Regions from separate parts of the Mus musculus genome. Here regions 1 and 2 are each linked to region 3. Evidence: chromatin contacts called from public Hi-C data. All regions are on one chromosome and are shown on one strand. Each heading gives the region's core, a stretch centred on a gene start, on an enhancer-like site or on the middle of the called end of the contact. The rest is flanking DNA. Distances are from core to core; before and after follow the strand shown. Region 1 overlaps Lyst (lysosomal trafficking regulator). Region 2 overlaps Lyst (lysosomal trafficking regulator). Region 3 has its middle 74 kb from the start of Lyst.

The links. A called contact is a pair of places that touch in the nucleus more often than the background predicts.
Region 1: a contact with region 3 is called in a Hi-C map of bone marrow-derived macrophages, with 54 read pairs. The contact joins two enhancer-like sites. A contact is called at or near these places in 2 of 39 promoter capture datasets (the 3T3-L1 cell line and liver), 5 of 15 datasets of contacts at CTCF or cohesin (CD8 T cells, the G1E-ER4 cell line, the NIH/3T3 cell line and 2 more), 23 of 484 Hi-C or Micro-C datasets (the G1E-ER4 cell line, the HPC-7 cell line, bone marrow and 13 more), 5 of 115 datasets of contacts at active chromatin or transcription factors (the HPC-7 cell line, acute myeloid leukemia, double positive thymocytes and 2 more) and 3 of 9 other capture datasets (adipose tissue, embryonic stem cells and pancreatic islet).
Region 2: a Hi-C map of bone marrow-derived macrophages shows a contact between it and region 3, with 27 read pairs. The contact joins two enhancer-like sites. A contact is called at or near these places in 3 of 484 Hi-C or Micro-C datasets (the HPC-7 cell line, bone marrow-derived macrophages and myeloid progenitors), 1 of 115 datasets of contacts at active chromatin or transcription factors (acute myeloid leukemia) and 1 of 9 other capture datasets (adipose tissue).

What each region holds. Positions count from the first base shown.
Region 1 is chr13:13,647,297-13,651,446 of GRCm38.p6, forward strand. Lyst (lysosomal trafficking regulator) reads left to right here. Exons shown (of 53, transcript NM_010748.2): 12 at 1,244-1,670; 13 at 3,028-3,172. Among named protein-coding and RNA genes, the nearest start is that of Gm30836, 58 kb to the left of the region's middle. Within about 2 kb of position 1,930, at least 5 of the 459 cell types and tissues checked have an H3K27ac peak or open chromatin away from gene starts, as enhancers often do. A contact at or near this core is called in bone marrow-derived macrophages, where this site is marked.
Region 2 is chr13:13,736,248-13,740,812 of GRCm38.p6, forward strand. Lyst (lysosomal trafficking regulator) reads left to right here. Exons shown (of 53, transcript NM_010748.2): 43 at 4,218-4,358. Among named protein-coding and RNA genes, the nearest start is that of Gng4, 46 kb to the right of the region's middle. Within about 2 kb of position 3,179, at least 4 of the 459 cell types and tissues checked have an H3K27ac peak or open chromatin away from gene starts, as enhancers often do. A contact at or near this core is called in bone marrow-derived macrophages, where this site is marked.
Region 3 is chr13:13,514,745-13,518,884 of GRCm38.p6, forward strand. No RefSeq gene overlaps it. Among named protein-coding and RNA genes, the nearest start is that of Lyst, 74 kb to the right of the region's middle. Within about 2 kb of position 2,052, at least 89 of the 459 cell types and tissues checked have an H3K27ac peak or open chromatin away from gene starts, as enhancers often do. A contact at or near this core is called in bone marrow-derived macrophages, where this site is marked.

The DNA of each region.
Region 1 (4,150 bases), core at 680-3,179, 130 kb after region 3:
TTTACTTTGATTTGGATTAACAAGATGCCTTTAGCCCTATGTCAACTCCAGCCTTTGTGCTTGAGAAATGCTGTGATTTTAATTACTAAAGAAAATTTAATTATGAATCGCAACAACCATCCCAGATGTTTCCTTTCTCTAAAGAATCATTATCTGTTCTTTAGTTGAGTATTCTACTTCCCAATGCTATAGCCTAATGGCTCTTAGCAGGGAACCCATTTTTGTAAAGCAGTCTTGATTGGAAGAGTCTACAAATGAATCACAAAACCTCGAGGCTGTGTGAAGAAGGATGAACAATAGCTCTGTCCTCCACTGCCCGCCTCACCACCCACCTCAGTCTCCAGTCCCCATGGAAGCTCTGTGAATACCAGTGTGGGTCATTTGAGAGATTGGCTGTATGATAGATTATTTCTTTTTTAAATTAAGTGTACATTTTAATATTACATCTTTTACCTTTTTTGTATTCCATTTAAACAAAAAACTTATAATTATGATGAGTAAAACCGTAAAACATTACCTCAATTCACCAAAATCAAATGAAAGAAATTTTTCTTGGCCAGGGGGAAAAACAAGTGAAACAATAATAATAGTTATTACTGTTGTTATATAATTACGAAATTGTTATTGTTAATTGAGTGTGAACATTCAAATTTATGTAATTGATCATTGTATAATATCATTTAGGAATCTGGAGAATTTGTAAGGTTGTATTCGTCATTTGAAAATACTTGAGTTATAGGACTGGAAAGATGCCTCAGTGGTTAGAGTGCTTGCTGCTCAGTCATGCAGACCTGAGTTCAGATCCCAGTCGCTATGCAGGGCAGCTTACAAACCCCTGCAACTACAGCTCCAAGGGATCTGAGCCTACTTCCTGGCCTTTTCAGGCACCTGTGCAGGCAGGCGGGCAGGCAGGCACACACTCACATGTGCACACTTTAAAAATAAAAATAAATCTTAAAAATAGTTTTGAGAGAAATACCACAGGAAGTGATAACCTTGTTTTATAGAAATAGTTCCTCATATAATTAATGTATTTCACTTATAATACTTAAAAGCTACTCATAAATAGTAGATTTATAACATAAATGCCAACATTTAAACCAAATTTATTGAGAAATTGCATAAGAATTAAATCTATTATACATAGGTATGTTTGTATTTTTTCTTATAACCTGAAGTTTTAGGTTATTATGTATCTGGGTTATAAGATTGTAAACTTCTTCTTGCTTTTCTTTTTCTCTAGGAAATTCTTCTCCTTGGTATTCACAAAATTGTTGAAAGTGATTTTACTATGAGCCCTTCACAGTGTCTGACCTTTCCTTTCCTGCATACCCCGAGTTTAAGCAATGGTGTCTTATCACAGAAACCTCCTGGGATTCTTAACAGTAAAGCCTTAGGCTTATTGAGAAGAGCACGGATTTCCCGAGGCAAGAAAGAGGCTGATAGAGAGAGTTTTCCCTATAGGCTGCTTTCCTCTTGGCATATAGCCCCAATCCACCTGCCGTTGCTGGGACAGAACTGCTGGCCACACCTGTCAGAAGGATTTAGTGTTTCTCTGTGGTTTAATGTGGAATACATCCATGAATCCGAGAGTGCTGCAGAAAGGGGAAAAAGAGTAAAGAAAAGAAACAAACCATCAGTTCTGGAAGACAGCAGTTTTGAAGGAGCAGGTATGATGGCAGGGTCTGATCTATATACTAAGATTCTTCAAATAGCTGTTTGCCTGAGTTTTAAGCATATCTGGCAGTATTTTAATGTATTCTTTAAATGTTATTCACCTTAAAGATCCTACTTCACTACTGAATTACCAAAGCCTGAGTTTTCAAACAGCCTTGAAATCTTCATTGTCTCTAAACTTTAGATAGGGAAGTGGGGATGCTCTGTTTCTGCAACAGCTGTTGAAGTTAGCAGTCCCATGACTGTGTTAGTGTGGCTTCTGATACTAGATAGTTATAAATAAAACCCTATGGCCATTTTTATTTTAAGTTCTCCTTCTGTGTCTTACACCAATGGCCCCTTCTAGTTACTGTCCCTGATCATTTATATGTAACAGTCCAAAGTTAGAACAGAGTTCATCTGTAACTGAAGAACTGCTGTTAGGATGTATTGAAATTGAATTTTGTTTTTGTTCTCTTCTTTTTTAAGCAATCAACAGTTTCTTAAGTCATATAGCAGCTAGAGGAAGTAGTCTTAAAAACTGGCTGTGTATTTTTTTAACCTGTTAAAAATGGTGGCTAATATTTTTATACCCTAATAATTGATAATGTTCCTCTTTTTTAAAAGTCTGAGCTTTTGGACATGCACTGTTTATTTTAGTACATCTTAGCTTAGTTTAACATAAAGTCACATCATAGTAACAAATAGCTTATCACACATATTCCACCTGCCATTGCTGTCACAGATAATGGGAATATAGAGGCAACTCAAGATTTAAGTAGTAAGATGCCATTGGGAGGGGTAAGCAGCTAGCTCACAGCCATAAACACTTCTCTCAGCGGAGACAAACTGTGATTCAGGGTTTGGCATCACTTAGCATGTTTATTTCAAGGTTGTTCACTACCTTAAATAATGATCATTTGAGCAGTGCAGCTTTTCTAAGAAGAGTATTAATAATATTATAGATCGTGCCTTTGTAACAATTTTTTTAGTGCAAGGCATCTGTTGATGGCATGTGCTCCCTGGGCCATGGTCAGTTGTGTTAGAGTGACCCAATCCAACAAAAGCAGAACCTTGGTATGGAGTGTGGCTGACGATGGTCCTTTAGCACCCTCAGGCCTTGTAGTTTAAAGCATTTAATAACTTTTAAAACACTGGAGTTTTTTTGATTTGGGTTTTTTTTTTTAACCCACTGTGTTCTTTTGAGGCTAACATGTAACCTTTAAATACAGTTGTTTAGAACAGGTTTCAGCCTTTGGTGTAAATGATCTGTTACAAATAAACCAACATACATTGTTTTCTTTAAAATTTACTTTTCCATAAAGTTTTTATGAACTATTTTGTTGATGATTCTAACATTTTTTCTCACAGAAGGTGATAGACCAGAAGTTACAGAATCCATCAATCCTGGTGACAGACTCATAGAAGACGGCTGTATTCATTTGATTTCACTGGGGTCCAAAGCATTGATGATCCAAGTGTGGGCTGATCCCCACAGTGGCACTTTTATCTTTCGGTATTGATTATTCTCAACTCTTAGCAAATATATCATTATTTAAGAAATTATCAAATAATATTTATAATAACAATCTGTTATTAGACATCATTACAGAAAAAATTAAAAGAACAATTATCAGCAGCACGTGGATTCTATCTAGCAGTACAGAGATAGCAAAATATGCCAAATCAGGTGCCTACACCTCCAGCAGACGTGACTGGAGAAGTCTTGCTGAAAACAGTCATACTGGCAGTCTTGGTTTCATGGCTCGTAGGCAGACAGAAGATGCTCTCCATGTTCCCTAAACCAGTACAACCATTGTTACGCCATGCAATAAGGACAGTAACGCCTATGGGACAGTGTTTCTCTATCTAGCTGGTTTTACTCAAACAGTACTCTCTCCTTGTGTCCTTAAGGGCACAACACTTTTATTCTTGTTCTGTTTTCTTGTTCTCCTTTTTCCCTATCACAGGGCGAAGGGGCCAGCCTGTCCCTGGACTAGAACCTTAGAAGACACTTTGAGACAAGCATGCTTGGGTTTGAAATAGGGGTGTGGTGTTTATCCTGCTTCCAGAGACAGCTTCTCCATGAGCTCAAACAGGACACAGCAATTTACTAGTTTAATGTATATTACATATTATCTTCCTAAAAGTCAAAAGTCTGTATGGTATTTAGATTTTGTGTTTTGTAGATATTATAAATGTTATTAGGTGTTTTCTGCATACATTTTCTCCTTATACTTTCAGTAATCTTATAAAGAAAGTTAGCATCCAATACATTCTGGAATTTATACTCTTATTACAGTATGTATTACCTTCTTGAACAAAATATTACATTATAATTTCTAAAATAAACAATGAGTATGTAAGTAGAAACTGCCTTTATAGAAATTGATTTATAGAAATTATTGCCTAAGTTATTGACATCAGTCAATGAATTTAATCCATTTTAGTTTATAAATTGAGGAAGCAGATGTAATGTGAAAGTCACACTGAC
Region 2 (4,565 bases), core at 1,929-4,428, 220 kb after region 3:
GTCGATTTTGGAGAAGGTATCATGAGGTGCTGAGAAGAAGTTGTATTCTTTTATTTTAGGGTGAAATATTCTGTAGATATCTGTTAAGTCCATCTGGTTCATAACGTCTCTTAGTTTCACTGTGTCTCTGTTTAGTTTCTGTTTCAGTGACCTGTCCATTGGTGTGAGTGGGGTGTTGAAATCTCCCACTATTATTGTATGGGGTTCATTGTGTGTTTTGAGTTTTAGTAAGGTTTCTTTTATGAATTTGGGTGCTCTTTCATTTGGGGGATAGATGTTCAGAATTGAGAGTTTCTCTTAGTGGATTTTCCCCTTGATAAATATGAAGTGTCCTTCATCATGCTTGATAACTTTTAGTTGAAAGTCTATTTTATTGGATATTAGGTTAGCAACTCCTGCTTGTTTACTTAGACCATTTGCTTGGAAGACTTTTTTTCCATCCTTTTACTCAGAGATAGTGCCTCTCTTTGTTGTTGAGGTGTGTTTCTTGTATGCAGCAAAATGCTGGATCTTGTTTGCATATCCAGTCTGTTAGCTTATTTCTTTTTATAGGTGAGTTGAGTCTATTAATATTGAGAGATATTAAAGAGAGATGACTGTTGGTTCTTGATATGTTTGGTTTTGTAGGTGGTTTTATGTGCTTGTGGCTCTCTGTTTTTTACTTTGTTGTGAGATACTTAATATCTTGTCCTTTCTTTGGTGCAGGTATCTTCCCTGTGTTGGATTTTTCCTTCCAGGAATCTGTGTAAGGCTGGGTTGGTAGATAGATACTGTTTGAATTTGGTTTTGTCCTGGAATATTTTGTTTTCTCCATCTATGTTGATTGAGAGTTTTGCTGGGTATAGTAGCCTGGGCTGGCATTTGTCTTCTCTTAGAGTCTGCATGAACTCTGACCAGGCTCTTCTGGCTTTCATAGTCTCTGTTGAGAAGTCTGGTGTAATTTTGATAGGTCTACCTTTGTATGTTACTTGGCCTTTTTTCCTTGCAGCTTTAATATTCTTTCTTTGCTCTGTGTACTTAGTGTTTTGATAATTTTGTGATGAGAAGATTTTCTTTTCTGGTCCCATTTATTGATGTTTCTTATACCTTTATGTCCATCTCTTTCTTTAGGTTGGGGAAGTTTTCTTCTATGATTTTGTTGAAAACATTTTCAGGTCCTTTGAGCTGGGAATCTCCTCTATTCTGATTATCCTTAGATTTGGTCTTTTCATTGTGTCTTGAATTTCCTGGGTGTTTTGGGTTAGGAGTTTTTTTATGTTTTGAATTTTCTTTGACAGTTGTGTCAATCTCTTCTACTGTATCTTCTACACCTGAGATTCTCTCTTCTATTTCTTGTATTCTGTTGGTAATACTTACATCTGTAATTCCTGACCTCTTTCCTAGGTTTTTTATTTCCAGGTTTTCCTTCATTTGTGTTTTCTTTATTGTTTCTTCTTTTATTTCTTGGATCACTTTATTCAACTCCTTCACCTGTTTACCCGTGTTTTCCTGTATTTCTTTCAGTGAGTTATTGATATCCTCCTTAAAGGACTCTATTATCTTCATGAGATAGAATTTTAGGGCATATTCCTGATTTTCAGGTGTGTTGGTGTATTCAGGGCTTGCTGTGGTGAGAGAACTGGGTTCTGATGATGCCCATGTATTTTGGCTTCTGTTGCTTATGGTCTTGTGCTTGCTTTTCCCCATCTAGATATCCCTGGTGTTTGGTAGTCTGGGTGACTGTATAGAGTCTGCCTCTTTTTTACTTGGGTTGCTTCAGGTCTCCTGGTAGGCTTGCAGCCCTGGTTGTATCAGACCACATGTGGGGCCTTCTAACTGGGGGCTCTTCACAGGGGCAGAAAAGCTGCTTATCTGTTACCTTGGCTGCAGTAGATCTCGTGGTACACCTTCAGACTGTTGGGTCTTCCATGGAACAGTCAAGCTGTTGTCCAACTGCTCTGAGTGCAGCTGATCCTCAACTGCTCTGAGTGTAGTGGGTCCTCTAGCGTGGGTTGGGCTATGAAGTCTTCATGGAAGCAGACCAACTATGGGTCTGCCCCAGCAGCAAGGACCAGGTGGAAGCGAAAACAGAATATTTTAATGTAGTTTAAAACACTGCAGTGCTATTAATATCCCTCCAACTAAAACCACTTCTTCCAGTGTAGCCCAAGAATGCATCAATATGAAATTCCCAGTCAACCTTCAATCTTTATTTTATTGCTGTTAGGAGTAGATTCATATACAATATTGCCTTTTCTTCATCAAGTAGTTACACTGTTGTTGTTTTGAAACCCAGTGTCCTGTAGCAAGGTGGGCTTTAAACTTGTAGTGTAGCTGAGATTGGTTTTGGATTCCTGACCTCCAACTCCCAAGTGCTGATATTATAAGTGTGCACTGCCATGACTATATCTTCATTGAATATTTGTGAATAGGTTAATTTTAAACCTTAACATTACCTTAATCCTCATTTATTTCAATTTCATTAGTTTTATGCTGGCTTTTGATTTTTTTTCTTAACCTAATGAGTTAGTTCAAGAATTCTAAACCTTGGCACTATTGTTACTTTAAGCTATATAACTTTTTGTCTAAAGTGTTGCCCTGTGTGTTCTAGAACATTTAACAGCATCTACCTTATGATGCCCTGATTTTCTTACTTTCTGGAAAAAAAAAAACTATGAATTTTATTTTTCCTCAGATTTAATTTAGCGGTCAGCCAAGTGCTAACTGGCTCAGTATAGTAGATGGAAAAGTGATAAAAATAATGGAAACTGTAGCTCAGCAGAGCAGGTGAGCTTGGAGAAAGAGATGAGCTGATTCTTTTGACATTGCTGTACTTGGTGCTGAGATTAGTCTGTGACAGTGTCTACACCAGAGGACACGCTCAGACTCCAGCAAGTACTTTAGGCAACACAACAGAGTCCCTCAGAACCATACACACAGCTCCTGTTCTCAGCAATCGCCTTTGAATGTCACTTAATATTCCCAACCTGTGATTGTGTTCACAGAAAAGATATGGGGACAAAATTCAATTCTTTGTCATTAATAGTCTATACCAGGAAAGAAAATGAACTGAAGTGAGTATACTCAGTTTTATACTGCTAAACTTTTTAGTTAATGATTGAGTTTAGTTAATGGTATTGCTGCATCTGAAAAGCCGTGTCAGTATTGCGTGTTGTGTATGTGGTTAGGAGTAAAAGGGAACTAAGTAAGGGGAGCAAGTGGCCTGAAGGGAAGTGGAGGAGAAACAAATGAAGACAATAAATAGCATGTTGTCTTTCCCATGCAGAATCTAATGTGTTAACACACACACATAAAACATGAAAGCCGAAGACGGCCTATGTGGAGGCAACCATGAGGGTGGGCAGCAGTGGAAATGAGGAAGGAAAGGTGGAGATGATAGGAGAAACAAATACAAGAAAATTAGAGTGAAATAATGCATGAGAGTATAATAATGAAACATTATTTTGTACACTAAAAGTTTCATTATTGAAAGCAGTGGCCCTACTCTTTAGAAAAAACAAATATCTAAATAGTAGATAGTCTTGGTATCTACTATTCTCCTTTTCGTCCTGTCTCTTTTCCCTTATGGGTGTATAGGTATGGGTGTCCAGCTGCACGCAAGAACGTGTCTGCTTGTGAAGGCTACAGATCACCAACAGATGTCCTCAACTGCTTCCCCAGTTTATCTTTTGAAATGGGATTTTTTTACTAAACCTAGGACACATTCTGTCTGCTCAACTGCATGGCCACTGAGCTCACACATAGACCACCCCACTGCTGGGGAGACAGACACACAGCTACCCACCTACCTGGCTTTTACATGCACGCTTGGGATCAGACTTTTGTCCTTGTGCTTTGGTAAAAGGTACTTTGCCACCTAAGCCATCTCCTCAACCCATAATTTTCTCTCTTTAAATTATACATTCATTTAATAACAAGGTCATTATTATGTGTCCATTATGTGCTGGGTATGAGTGGACTCCTGCTTTTGTGAAAGTTTCATTCTAACTAAGTAGAAGGCAGTAGTCATTTAGGCAAGTAGATGATAGAAATTCTATTAGAGGTATGATGGAAGCATAATGCAGTTGAAAATAATGTGATTTCAAATATTTGAATAATCCTTTAAATAAACCAAAGGACCATTACTTTTATCATTTTTGAAGCAACAAGTGCTACGGGAAGCTTCAAGTGGAATATGGTCTTTGTGTCTTTATTATATTATTGGAATTTCTTTGTAGATCAGAGTTTCGACATTCCAGACCGAACATTTCATTCTACAAACACAACTTGGCGCCTCTCCTCCTTTGAGTCCATGACTGATGTGAAGGAGCTGATTCCAGAGTTTTTCTATCTTCCTGAGTTCTTAGTGAACCGTGAAGGTAAACAGCAGATCATTTCTCACATATTTGGAAGGGTATGCAATAGAGTTATAATTTTCCAGGAGTAAAGGTAGCTTTTCTAAGACTTGAAACCTGATTTCTCAGATAGGAGAGATTCCTGTCATTAAATCTATAATTTTATTTCTAGGTGAGCTTGGGGACTTCTAAAATTTTATAGGACCGAGGACTGGGTACATATAGGAAACT
Region 3 (4,140 bases), core at 802-3,301:
CTCAAGGCTTGGGATGCTGCTCAGAGGTACAGCGATTGCTTAGCACGCACGAGACCCTGGGTGTGACCCCAGCTCAGAAAGAAATGTCCTTATCATTAGTCATTAAAGTAATGCAAATTAATCCCAAAACTTGACGCCATCTCATATCCAGAAGGCTATTTTTAAAAAGGGAACTGCCAAGAAAGATATGGGGAAATGAAGTCTTTGTACATTGCTGGCAGGAATATAACATGGTATAGGTCCCATGGGAGACAAAATCCGGGACTGACCACACGATCCAGCCATCCATCCCACTTCAAGCTGTGTCCAAAGAGCTGAAAGGAGGGCTGGAACAGACACGAGCAAACAAATCTTCCTTGTTGCATTCTTCATGGAGGCTGAAAAGTGGAAATGACTCACAGGTCTGCCAACATATGAGACATGTTATCTGCAGATACTGCACATACATACAGCCTGGCTGTGAAAACAAATGGAAGTTCTGCTACATGCAACAGCATGGGCAAACCTCCAGGACATTGTGCGGTGACAAACAGACCAGTGGCTAAGGGACAGGTATTAGATCATTCCACTTACTTGAGGAACTTAGAATAGGCAAATTAAAACAAAACAAAACTGGAAGTAGATTTTAAGTCACCAGAAGGTAGAGGGAGGAAGAATGGAATTATTAATAATTAGAGTCTTCGAGGTGATAAAAAGCTTTAGGAAATAGGTTGGGGAGGGCTGCATCATTTTTAAAATGTAGTTAATGACACTGAAGTATGCACTTAAAATAGCTACAAGGGAAACTTTTGAATTATATATTCTCTTTTGTTTAATTACTTTGTTAAGAGCTCATCGTGTAGCTCAGGCTAGCCTCAAACTCACAATTTTTCTGCCTCATCTCCCAGTTCTGGGATTAAGGCCTGTGCCATGGCACCAGTTCTGTAGTACATACATGTATACAATATGTATACATGTTTATATATTACATAACAATATTTTACTATAATTTAAAAATTGTCATGTACAGCCTTATGAGCTTTGCATATTTATTATATTATATTTATATTGCAATAAAGTTGTTTTGTTTTACTGCAAAGCCAAATTTCCTAGTTACCTAAAAAGGGCAAAATACTGGTCTGGGCATTGTCGCAGCTGACTAGTCCTATGAAGACTATGAGGCTTTCCTTAGGATCCTGTCAGGAAGGGACTTTGCAGATGACCTGTCACTCTTTTCTTTCTCCCCACCCACCCCCTCTCTCTTGTGAGACAGGGTTTCTCTGTGTAACCCTGGCTGTTCTGGAACTTAATTTGTAGACCAGACTGGCCTTGCTTCTGCCTCCCAAGTGCTGGGATTAAAAGCGTGCACAAACTTTTATTATTATTTACATTATATTGTTATATTATATTATTATTTATTATACTAATAATATATTTATTTTAAATTTATGTGCATTGGTGTTCTGCCTGCATGTATGTGAAGGTGCCAGATCTCATGGACTTGAAGCTGCAGACAGCTGTGAGCTACCATGTGGGAACAGGGAACTGAACCAGGGTCCTCTGGAAGAACAGCTAGTGCTCCTAAATGCTGAGCTACCTCTGCAACCCCAACAGGCCGGCTCCCCCGACTCCCAACCCCCATGGCCAGCTTATTTTAAAAACATGGATTCTGGGGATCGAACTCTGGTCTTCTTGTTTTGTTTGGTGTGGGGGATGTAAGCTTGACTAGCTAGCATGTGTGTGGAGCCCTGGGTTTGACCCTTAGCTCTTAGCTCCGAATCCTGTAATCCAAGCACTTCGGAGGTGGAGGCAGAAGGATCAGAAGTTCAAGGCCATCCTTGGCTACACAGTGAGTTCAAGGTCAGCCTGGGCTTTGTGCGATCCTGGCGCTGGGGATCCAACCACAGTTTCGTGAATGCTAGGTAACTAACTACCAACGGAGCTACAGCCCCATCCGTGCGATTTTTAGAGGCTTCTCGAACAAACCCATCTGAAGATCACAGTTCTGAAGGGGAGGTTAAGGATCCTTTAGTAGCAAAACTATCTCTGTTCATTTCCTCTTTCACCAGGGTGTGGAGCTCAAAGGCCACAGCCAAAATCTTAGAGGAGTTTAGCAAGAAAGAGGGACATCTACAAAGTGATCCTTGTTAAGATGGCACAGAAATTAAGACATGGAAGTGCCAGAAAGCTCGAGAACTTTGAGAATGGCTTCTTGGACACTTGCCTCTCAAGAGGGGCACCGATGAGCATAGAGAGCATTCAGCCTGTTTTCAGCCTAGCTAGCCTCTCAGTTGAAATCTCGCTGGTTTGCCAACGCAGTTCCAAATGTGACCACAAGAGGTCAGAGCCGCTCAATGCACGAAGCATCACAAGATGACCTTAACTCATGCTGGTCACCTCCCAAAGGCCGACCTGTAAAACATAAAGGTGGAGTTAGTTATTCTGAAACTGCTCCATGCCTCACAGTGGGGGTTAAACTCTGGAAGAAGTTTAAAAGGGATAAACTTTTATCAAAAGTGGCCACTCCCGTGGGAAGTCACCTTTAACAGTGAACAAGAATTTGAATGAAGCTTGCTAGAAATAAAATGGCTTGGCCCGGACGAGTATGAGACCTTCGGAGACTGGCACTAGAAACACACGTTAGCATCTTATAAATACAACATGTTCTTCAAAGTAGTGAAACTGGGTCAACAAAGCCAGAAAGAAAAATAGGCTGTAAGTCTCAAGTGTCACTTGAGAGCACACTCAGGTGTCACCAGTTGTATACTAGGAATTGAACCTGAGTCCTTGTGCATGCTCGGCAAACACTCTACCACTGAACTCCATTCCTAGCCCAGACTGCCGGTGTTCTTAGTATTAGGTAGGACCATCATTTGATGGTGACAGTGCAGAGGGCCTTTTGTGATGATTCTTCAGCTCGTAGAAACCTCTAACCTTCTGGTTGCTTTGACTGAACCAAATGAAGTTATTTTTTGTTTTTTGTTGAGACTGAAAGATCCTGACAGAATGTAAAAGGTCACAGAAGCCCATTGGCAAGATAGATGTCAGTGTTAGCAGAACTAGCTTCACTGATTTAGAAAAATAGAGGTGCACAATGCTCTGGCCACTCCTTGAATCTGTGTGTCTGCCAATGTTTTGACCATTCCTTGACTCATGTGTGTGCCCACTGATGAAGCCCATTGCCAGGTGTTTGTGATATTGGTGGCTGAGAAAGAGTCAGAAAATCTCCCCAGCAACCACAGCCCGGCCAATCCTGAGTTGCTGCACCTGCACCAGACTCTTTCCTTGTACCCCTCCCATACCCATTTCTTGAGAATAGACATTGTTTAGTTCTGGAATCCCCTACTCCCCCCACTTCTCCTTTCTTCCCGAGGGCCTATAAAAACTGGGACCTCTTTCCCCTCGAGGTCGACTCCTCTACCCCAGCGTGGGATATGAGTTGTCCCCAGAGCTCTGGCTTTCCCCAATAAAGCCTCATGTGGTTTGCAACAAGCTCGGTCTATCGTGAGTTCTTGGATGTCTGCTATTGTCCTGAGGCCTGAGCGAGGGGCTCCTCTGGGAGTCTTTCAAGACCATTGGTTCCCTTCTGACTGTTTCCTCTTTTGTGGTCAATATGATGGTAGCCTCCAGCTGGAGGACAGTCTTGGGGCAAAGTACTGCATTGCATCGAGGACACTGTGTGTGTGTGTGTTTGAGCCTACCCAAGCCAGAGATTGATGGAGCACTTCATAGTTTGTCTTTACAAGTCTACATGAATTTTGTGTTCAAGTCCAATAGTAACTGATTAATTACGTTAGTTTATTTGACTAGGCTCTCCTGCAGCCCATCCCTCCTGGATCTCTGTGTGGCTGAGGATGACCCTGACCTCCAGGCCCTCCTGCTTTCTCCTCCCACGTGCTGGGGTGCTGGGGGCAACCAACAGAACAGTTTTATAATAAATGTAAAATACCACATATTTTTCAACAATAAATTTAAAATGTTTATGCATTTGTGTGTGTGTGTGTGTGTGTCTGTCTGTCTGTCTGTCTGTCTATATACACAGTACTCACAGAGGCCAGAAGAGGGCATAAAATCCCCTAGAACTGGAATTAGGTGATTGTGAACCTACCAATATGGGTGCTGGGAACTGGCCTCTCATCCTCTGGAAGCTCTTTTAACCAC